Linked DNA regions of Triticum aestivum: region 1 is linked to region 2. Evidence: chromatin contacts called from public Hi-C data. All regions are on one chromosome and are shown on one strand. The core of a region is the stretch at or near the end of the contact, and the rest is flanking DNA. Distances in the headings are between cores, read along the strand shown.

Region 1 (4,372 bases), core at 286-2,785, 200 kb after region 2:
CTGTGACAGACTCCTGGAACAGTATGAATGTACGCCAGCCCCCTGAATAGCTGCCACCAATGTAAAATTGACTTAGAATAGTTGCACAATGACAGGCACACATTTCACATTTATTCATTGGAAATTCACAAACCTGATAGGTGTAAAGCTTGACGTAGATAAGTGGCATCCCCTGTTTGGCATTACTGTAGTGCTTAAGCACGCGGTACAGCGTCTCCGGGACATACTCCATGACAAGGTTCAGAAACAGCTCATCTCTACTTGTGGTTGAGAAGAAGCAGTGCTTGAGGGAGACAACATTGGAATGGATCATCGAACGCATAAGCTGCAGCTCACGGTTCTTGTACCGTCTGTCCTGCAGTACCTTCTTAATGGCCACCATCTCCCCGGTTTCCAGGCATTTAGCCTACACATGCAACATTTCCCTAAACATCAGGCTGGCAGTCAACAACACAAACAAGGAAACAAACAATGGCTAGAGCAATCACCTGAAAGACGATGCCAAACGAACCAGTGCCCACAACGCGCTCCGCCATGTAGCTAATCGTCTGAAAAACAAAGCAGGACATTACCAACTGGGCGCCAAAGAGGCATCAGCTGTTGCTCATAGTAACAGATTTGAGCACTAGTGTTGGCCAAAATCTAACTGAAGCCGTCCAAATTTGTCCCGAAAACCCACAGTATTGAACACCACACAGGCATATTTGGAACAGATCTCTTGAGCAAACCATAGTTACACGAGGATCAAACGAATGAGCACTACAAAAATAGGCTGACAAGCTACATCGTCCTTGATAATTGATAAATTCAGCCGCTTTGAAACATTTGTTTGGTTCTTGGTAAACGAAGAAAAATCTAACCAAGAATCCACACAGCTATATTTCAATGACTTGTCATCATCACCAAAGCACTCTATACATAGCTAAAGAGAATAGCTGCAGGAGAACAGATGCATCTCACCAAGGCAAGAACTGGCCGTGCAAACTCAGGCCAAGAGACACAAGGGAAACATAAGAGACGCTCAGCTCACCTGCTTGGGCTCGCCGTTCTTGCCGCCGATGGTGGTGGAGATGATGTGACCGGTCATGGCGTCGTTCCCCTCCGCATACGGCGCCTCGCCATCCTGCTGCTTCTGCTCAAGCAAGAGCGCCCAACGAAAACAACACGCTAAACATCAGCTCAACGGAACACCACGCCAAGAAACACACGGCCAAGACCATCCCAGCACAGATCCGGTTTACCTTCTCGCAGGCGACTGCGGTGGGGGGCTGCTCGTCGAGCAGCATCGGCTCCGGCGCCGGCGCCGGATGCTCCATGTGGCTAGGGTGTGAATGGGGCGGACACGGTGGGCTCACACTTGCATCCACCTACGCCTGGTCCTTTTCTCTGGCTTGGCTTGGCTTGGCTTGTACTGTGATGTGGGTGGTGGAGCCTTTGACCAGTGAAGGGAAAGTGGGGGTGGGGGTGACCAAGACGAACAAGATGGGGAGTGACGTTGATCTATAGAGAGAGCGGTTAGCTGACCCTGTGTAAACAGCTGGTGGATTAGTGGGGAGGTGGATTAGACTAGACGAGCCTCGGGGGTCAAATTGCTGGGAGTACCCCGGGCATCAGGTTGGGTTTTATATCGTGTGCCGCATTTATTGCCGAGTAATGGGATTCATTTTTTGGTCAAAGGATAACAATACCGCTAAAATATATTTACGGCATATTTTCAATTTCTGCCAAAAAATGAACTGAAAATATATGAGGATATTCGTCAGAGAAATTTGTGAAAATTGTACACTAATTGCTGTACAAATATACTAGGGTATTCGTCGGAGAAATTGATGGCCCATTCATGTCATACAGGAGAACCTTATTAGTGTTATATATGTCATTTTAATGCACGGAAATACCTAATGGATCTTGGGTCCCATTGCAACCAATTTGAAAACTAATAATTTATAAATAACAAAAAGAGTCAAAAATTCCTGAAAATTTTCGAAGACGAGAATCTTGTAGTGTTGTACTTGTATATGGCGAAGAAGTGACTTCCGTGGACTCCTTGACATAAACAAAAGAAGTGAATATGTTTATATAGTATCGATTTTGTTTTGTTTAGCCTAAAATACCATGAAACTCATTCCTTTTCGAAACTTGTCACACGGGCATAACACCGTATCATTCTTGTTTGCAAGAAGTTTCTGAAATTTTTGACTAATTTCGCAATACTTAAAAAAAATCCAATTCAAGTGCATTGGCACCCGAGACCCAAAGATCCGCGTCATTTTAATGCCTCCTTATTTTTGGATCAAACCATAAATTTGGTACTAAGAATATGACATCTTTTACGTGACAGTTATGTGTTTTCATCCGAATAATAACCTTTTTAGCCAGTGCTAAAAATGTACGCAGTTTTTGTGAGATATATTTGTAGAAGTAAAATTATCCAAACATTTTTATATATGCGGGATCAAATCAGCAATGCTTTGATAGTCCGGTTTCCGTGTTCCATACTGAGCATATATGTATATCTATATGCATAAATAAAAGCGAACCAATATGTGGTTTGATAGTTAAGAGGACACCGGTATTCTCAACCCACCAGAGTTCAAGTTCTAGACTTGACATTGGTGTTCGCATTTTTCTGGATTTATTCTAGACCTTCTGGCAATGCGCGTTTAGACGTTCCCGTCGACTACGAAGACATTTGTGGCGACTTTGTCAATCTCAAGACGATGTGCTGGCTCAATCTTTCGGAGGTTCTCATAGAGGTAGAGTGTGTGTGTGTAGGCATCACCAAAAATCGAACCGTTACACACCTTTATGCACTACTCGTTACGACCGGTCAAAACCACTCGGTGAGACAGACTAGTACAAAAGGTTTGAATTTTAGGCTTTCCGGTGAGACCGGATGAAACCAATTGGTGGGACCGATTCATGCTGATCTAAGCACTTTCCACACTTTGGTGTCACCGATAGAAACCACTCAAAAATTCCGATTGAATTTCAGTTGGCAACAGAAGGTTGACCAGTGCTCTTTGGCGGGACCGACGGGTCAACTTGGTGAGACCGAGGTTCTAGGTTTAGGCAATGGCTATGTCATGTGTATCTCGGTGAGTTCGGGTATGAGTGTTTCGGTGGGACCGAGATGAACTTTAGGGTTTATGACATAGTGGAATGTGGGAAAATGTTTGAGGCTTTTGGAGCAATATTTCTATGCACTTGACCAGTGAATCCATTATCAAAACATCATCCCCTTTGAATAGAATTGGCTTTCCTCTGGACTAAATGTGATTTTAGATAATTTAAATATAAATGGAGAGTCTTGAGGCTTGGCCAACACTTTTCCTTAGCATTTTGAGGGGTCCACTTTCGCATTCCAATTGTTGTACCTAAATTAGACTTTTCTGAAATATTCTCTGAGTAGGCGAGGGTTGGTTCTCATGTCCCCACTCAACTAGCACATGCGCTACTACATTAGACTCCCTACTACAAAATTCAATACAAGCCTTCCCAAAACCAAAGAAATCACTACAACAAGCAGATAAATAGGCGTTGCAACCATGGAGTAGCCTTCGCCTTTGTTTAGAGCTTGGACCGCTAGAACATTATCCATGCACACTAGTATGTTGTTGCACCCCAGCCGCGTTGCAAGTTTGAGCCCTTCAAGTAAGGCAGCAGCTTCGGCTCACACCACATCCGAAACATGTTCAAGCACCGCTGTCATGGCCGCAACAAACTACACTATGTAGTCTTGTACCACTACACCACATGATCCTTTAAAATCACTAGATGACCTGTTGCGAGAATTGGTGCAGAGACCAACTATAGGCTAGAAGTTAAGCAAGCTATGGGCGGCATGCATAGAAGATGATTCTTCAATGAATCACCCCGAAAGTGTGATGGAGAAAGTGAATTGACTATATGTTTTATTCTTTCATGCTCCAAGTGGGTTAAAGAAAACCAGAACGTTGCCTGGTCAAGATCCAACTCCCGCCCTTTAAATAGCACTCATACTAGCATGCTTATTTACAAACTCAGTCGACTGGAGGACAAACCCAACATTCCTAAAGAGTAGAACACTGAGAAAAAATGATCATGCCCATAACCTACACAAGGTGAATTGATTGTACATTTTATTCTTTCATGCTCCAGGCAGGTTAAAAGAAAACCAGAACATTATCTCATCACGATCTAACTACTACTCTTTAAATAGGAGTCTTATTAGCATGCTTACCTACAAATTCAGTCGACCGGAGGACAAACTTGACCAAAGGCATCGACACCGTTGTCCCCATTTCTATTTTCCTTCCACAATGTAGCTTCCATCTCATATACTTATAATTTTGCATATTCATGGTAGAGGACTGATACGTCTCCAACGTAT
Region 2 (4,666 bases), core at 567-3,066:
AAACATTGACAACTCTGCCGATGCTCACAGTAGGCAAGGCTACACCAAACACCAAAACCAACAATAATATTGAAAATCTGACGTCAAACTTTTAACTATGGTAAATCAAATATTTTTTATAGTAAATTATATTGTCGCGAGGATGTCAATTTTCTTTAGCCGACTCACCAAGCTTCATGCACCACATCAATTTCGGCGAGAGATGCCCCTGCTGGATGATTAATCCTCGCTGATGATCCGCCATGACATGGGGAAGAAGATGCCCTGATCTATTTCTTGTTACGATGCCTACATCGATCGAATTTGAGTGTTTTTTCAGAGGTATTTACCCAAAACCATCATATTTGGGATCAGGGTAACAACTTAGTACCGCTTTCCGGCTAGGGCACGAGAAAAACACCATATCTGCGTTTAACAAATAACAGAGATCATTGATTGTGTGATTTTCTTGCGAAAATAGGGAAACCGATAGGTGGACCCCACCTGTCGGCTAACACAGCAAAGACTGAGCATAAAAGAAAACTTTGACCAGCTGAGGTGGCAGCTGAGATGCGAGCCCCGTCTGTCATTGACTACACGATTATGGAGTATTTTCGTTTGAGGGTCCATGTTGAAGATGCCCTAAAAACCTCATTTCAAGGCCGGGCAAGCGCCGTAGTTCTAAAGTACACTGCTATTAGACCAATAAATGTTTTGAAACCTTGGATGAGGATGGAATTCTCAAGGGCAACGACAGCGAAAGAAATCTACAGGCAGTGTCATCAACCTTGGATGGGACTTCACAATCGAAGATCTTCAATTTGCACCTCATACGTATAACCCACCTAGCAAGTGGTTGCATAATTGAGGTAATAGTCACATGATGCGCGTTCGCTGTTGAGCTCGTATAAAAATGCCTTAGTTCTATACCAGCTTACGGTTCTGATTGCGCAACTTTATTCTTTGTCTTCACCACAGTGAGTGATTCCATACCATGATTGTCATTACTTATGCCCGTCCGTATAATATGCACTTCAGTCATCCTCCCTAACTGAGAAAGCTCTAACGTTGACTGGCACAAAAATTATTCTTCAGAGTTTGAGGCATTCAGAGCGTCTTGAGCTCCTTTCTAATCCTAGAATTTCAGGTTGAGCGTTTCCCTCAAATTTTCATGCTTTGTGTCTAATACCACTACTTTTTTCTAGGAAAAAAAACGTATCGACTGGGTTCCATGAGGTCTTGCGAATCGACGGCGAGGGTGTTAGCCAGGTGCGGCAACCATCGGACATGACGGGCCGGTGCGGTGGCAACGCGGAGGCGAGAGATTGAATTGAGGAGGCGACGGTTGCCAAAGAAGAAGATGATTGAAAAAAAGTACTGTACTACGTATAAGCATTTTTAAGCACACAAGAGATGGGATTATCAATACCTGTTGCCCCTCACGGAGAACCATGCCTCGGCGCACCGCCGGTGCGCCGCCGCGATCTCGCCTCGGCAGCCGCAGCCGAGGTTTACCAACTGCCCGCTCCCGCTCTCCGCCGGCAGGTCGCCGTCCTCAAGCTGGCAAATTCTGCAGCCGCTCCCGGTTCCAACCTGCCCCTGCCGATCAGCCGTCACCGCCGACCTGTCGATGTCGACCGCAACATGTCCGACGATGCCGCCTTCCACGGTCGGCCCTTCACACGCTCCAGCGTCTCCAGCAGTTGTCACCATGGCCGCCTTCTCATCTCATCTCATGCCATGGTGTCGTCGATGGACCAATATCTAATTAATGACCTACGGAATCTTGGGCTTTGCGGGAAGAAATGAATGATGACGGGAGGGAGCTACTGTAGATTCTTATTATCGTCTCGGTGTTGCGAATTGGCCGACGCAAGTTGACCTCCTTATTTATTTATTTATTTATTTATTTATAACACGGCGCAAGTTGAGCCGAGACAGCGAAAGATCAGGTGAGGGCGATGCAATGCAGCGATTCAAAATGGGAAAAAGGGCAATGAGTGCCGGGCTTTGCGTACCGCCAATTCTTTTTTTCTTCAAACAGTAAAGGAATTCAAATAGGGTTGGTCTTTTTTCTTGGATGAAATCGTTGGGGTACACAAATTCAAATAGGGTCTGTCTTTTTTTTATACAGTATTTGGTATTGTGGCAGATTATAATATTTCTGGCTGCGTAGTTTTTGACTACTAGATGATGCCCCGCACGTTGTTGCGGGAATATTTTGCAATATTTCAATGAAGTTTTGGTCATATGAAACATGAATATTTGAAATAATAGTTTTTAAAAGTATATAAGAATTAAATGTAAATAACATAATAGAATGGAAGTTTACATGCAAGCATGATTGCATGTTGAAGTGGTTTTTTAATACGCATAGCTGCATGCTCGAGTGGGCTTTTTCTTATACATGTTGAATGATCAGGTGGCATGCTTGCATTTTGAGAGAAATATGTTAGTGGGGGCTAACTATTTAGATATAGGAGATTTATTCTTCAGTTTTTTTATAAGTGACAGCATATATAAATGACAACAAGTACATTTAGTGAAAGTTATGGTTACAAGGAAGGAGGTTAGAGCTCGCAAGAATGAAAAAAAAGGCCCAAAAGCACCCTCCACCATATTATTGGAGAAGAAGACCCTATAAACAGGCGCCCATTAGATCTGCTCGCTCCAGAATTTTCGCACTAATCCAGATGATCTGGGTGTTCCGGCCCTTAGGTCGGACCACTCGATACCCTGAGACAGAGCAACCGCAAACCCGGAATGTCAAACCCTCGGACACTCTAAATAGACATGCACAGAAAATGTTAATACTTTCTTGTATGAACTATGTTCTCAATGATCTAGGACAAATTTGAAAGCTAATAATAATACCTAGGTCCTCACAAAAAGAGCCACCCAACGTTAACAAAACATGGAGGATGCAAAATATTAACACCTTTGAGCACTCTTATGTATGATGTGGTTAAACCATACATCTGGTAGCCCCTCTTTGTCATGTGGTTATCAAAACTTCAGAACTATAATATAGTCTCTCTCCAATTGTTATAACACTGAGTGTTAACGTGTGATTTAGTTCCTTAGACCACAAGAGTATCGTAGTCACTTCTTACCGTACGATGAACTTTGGGGTTGTACCAACGTCATCTCTAACACGGTGATCACAAGACAACGTACATGTTCATCGAAAAGTTTGACAAGGGATTAGATAGCTCAAGAGTGGGATTTGCTCCTCCGACGATGGAGATATATTCTTAAGGCCCTCTCGGTGTGACGACATCCATAATCATCTGGCCAGACACAGGTGACCATGTCACGGGGATGTCGGAACAAGATACCGCCTCATGAACTCCTGGAACTTAAGGAGGAAATCGATAATTCACTTCGCAAGGGTTCCATTCGTCCAAGTTCCTCGGCCTGGGGAGCACCTTCTCTCTTTGTCAAGAAGAAGGATGGAACGAATCATTTGGTCCAAGACTACCGACCTATCAACCAAGGAACAATTCAGAACAATTATCCCCTTCCTCGGATCAACGATATGTATGATCAACTTGCTGGTTCCTCGGTATTCTCTAAACTCGACTTCAAGTTGGGTTACCACCAGATCCGGGTGCGTGAAGAGGGTATTCCAAAGACCACATTCGTTACTCGCTATGGTTCATACGAGTGTACCGTCATGTCTTTCGGCTTAACCAATGCTCCAGCTACATTCTCTCGTCTAATGAACTGTATCTTCATGGAATACCTCAACAAGTTCGTCGTGGTCTATCTGGATGATATCCTGGTGTATTCCAAGAATAAACAAGAACATGCTAAATACTCCCAACATCCATTATCCTAAAATTAAAAAGATTTCCACTATTATCCTTATGCATGAATTTGATTATATAATTCGGGAAGCTAGGAACATCTTTGCTTTTATAAGATAGATTTTGAGCATCCTCCTATAGAAGAAATTCTCCATGATAAAGACACTATATGAAGGTTGGAATCTAAAGAGTATTTTGCGTATGGTGAAAATCTTAGGAGAAGAGTTCCTTATGCTGAAATTATTAAAACTTTATACCATCATACGTGTGATAAATTTGAATGGATTACTAAGGGGATTACTGAAGGGTTTAGTATTAAGTGGTTTGAGAGTACGGCTAGAGATCCTATTGATGATGAAATACATGTTTTGTATGAAGATTTCTATGGTGATGATTCGGAGTTTGAAATAATGAACGTTAAAATTACCAAACAAAGTCCCTTTGAAGTTCTCCTACTAGAATAACATGAAAGTAGAGAACTAACAAGGAAAGTATTGGAAGAATTGATTAAAAAGGATTTGGAAACTAAATATGACAATGCTTGAAACCTTGCCTTACGCCTAGCTAGGGGCGTAAAATAATAATGCTTGTTGGGAGGCAACCCAATAGTTATCTTAAAATTTTCCTTTCTCTTTCTGTTTTTGAGTGTTTACACAATTATTGCTCCTGTTATGATTGTAATTTTATGTTTTAATTAGTATTTGTGCCAACTAAAACCTTTGGGATGATTTGGTTGATAGTTGACTTGATTATGTGAAAAACAGAAACTTTTCGCCCAATACTAGAATTATTGTAATCCACTAGAACATGATAAAACTCTGCATTTTCTACACATTATTGATATACAAATTTCCCATGTTTTCCTAATTTTCCAGAAT

The links. Hi-C and Micro-C count contacts between places; a contact is called where the count stands out from the background.
Region 1: a contact with region 2 is called in a Hi-C map of leaf, with 6 times the contacts expected there. The contact joins the promoter of LOC101867529 here to the promoter of LOC123166892 in region 2. A contact is called at or near these places in 2 of 5 Hi-C or Micro-C datasets (both in leaf).

The regions. Positions count from the first base shown.
Region 1 is chr1D:145,097,398-145,101,769 of IWGSC CS RefSeq v2.1, forward strand. LOC101867529 (shaggy-related protein kinase GSK2) reads right to left here and starts at 1,536. Exons shown (of 12, transcript XM_044592925.1): 1 at 1,242-1,536; 2 at 1,031-1,132; 3 at 489-548; 4 at 134-406; 5 at 1-50. The coding sequence starts at 1,316.
Region 2 is chr1D:144,894,713-144,899,378 of IWGSC CS RefSeq v2.1, forward strand. LOC123166892 reads right to left here and starts at 1,817. Exons shown (of 3, transcript XR_006483724.1): 1 at 1,409-1,817; 2 at 169-405.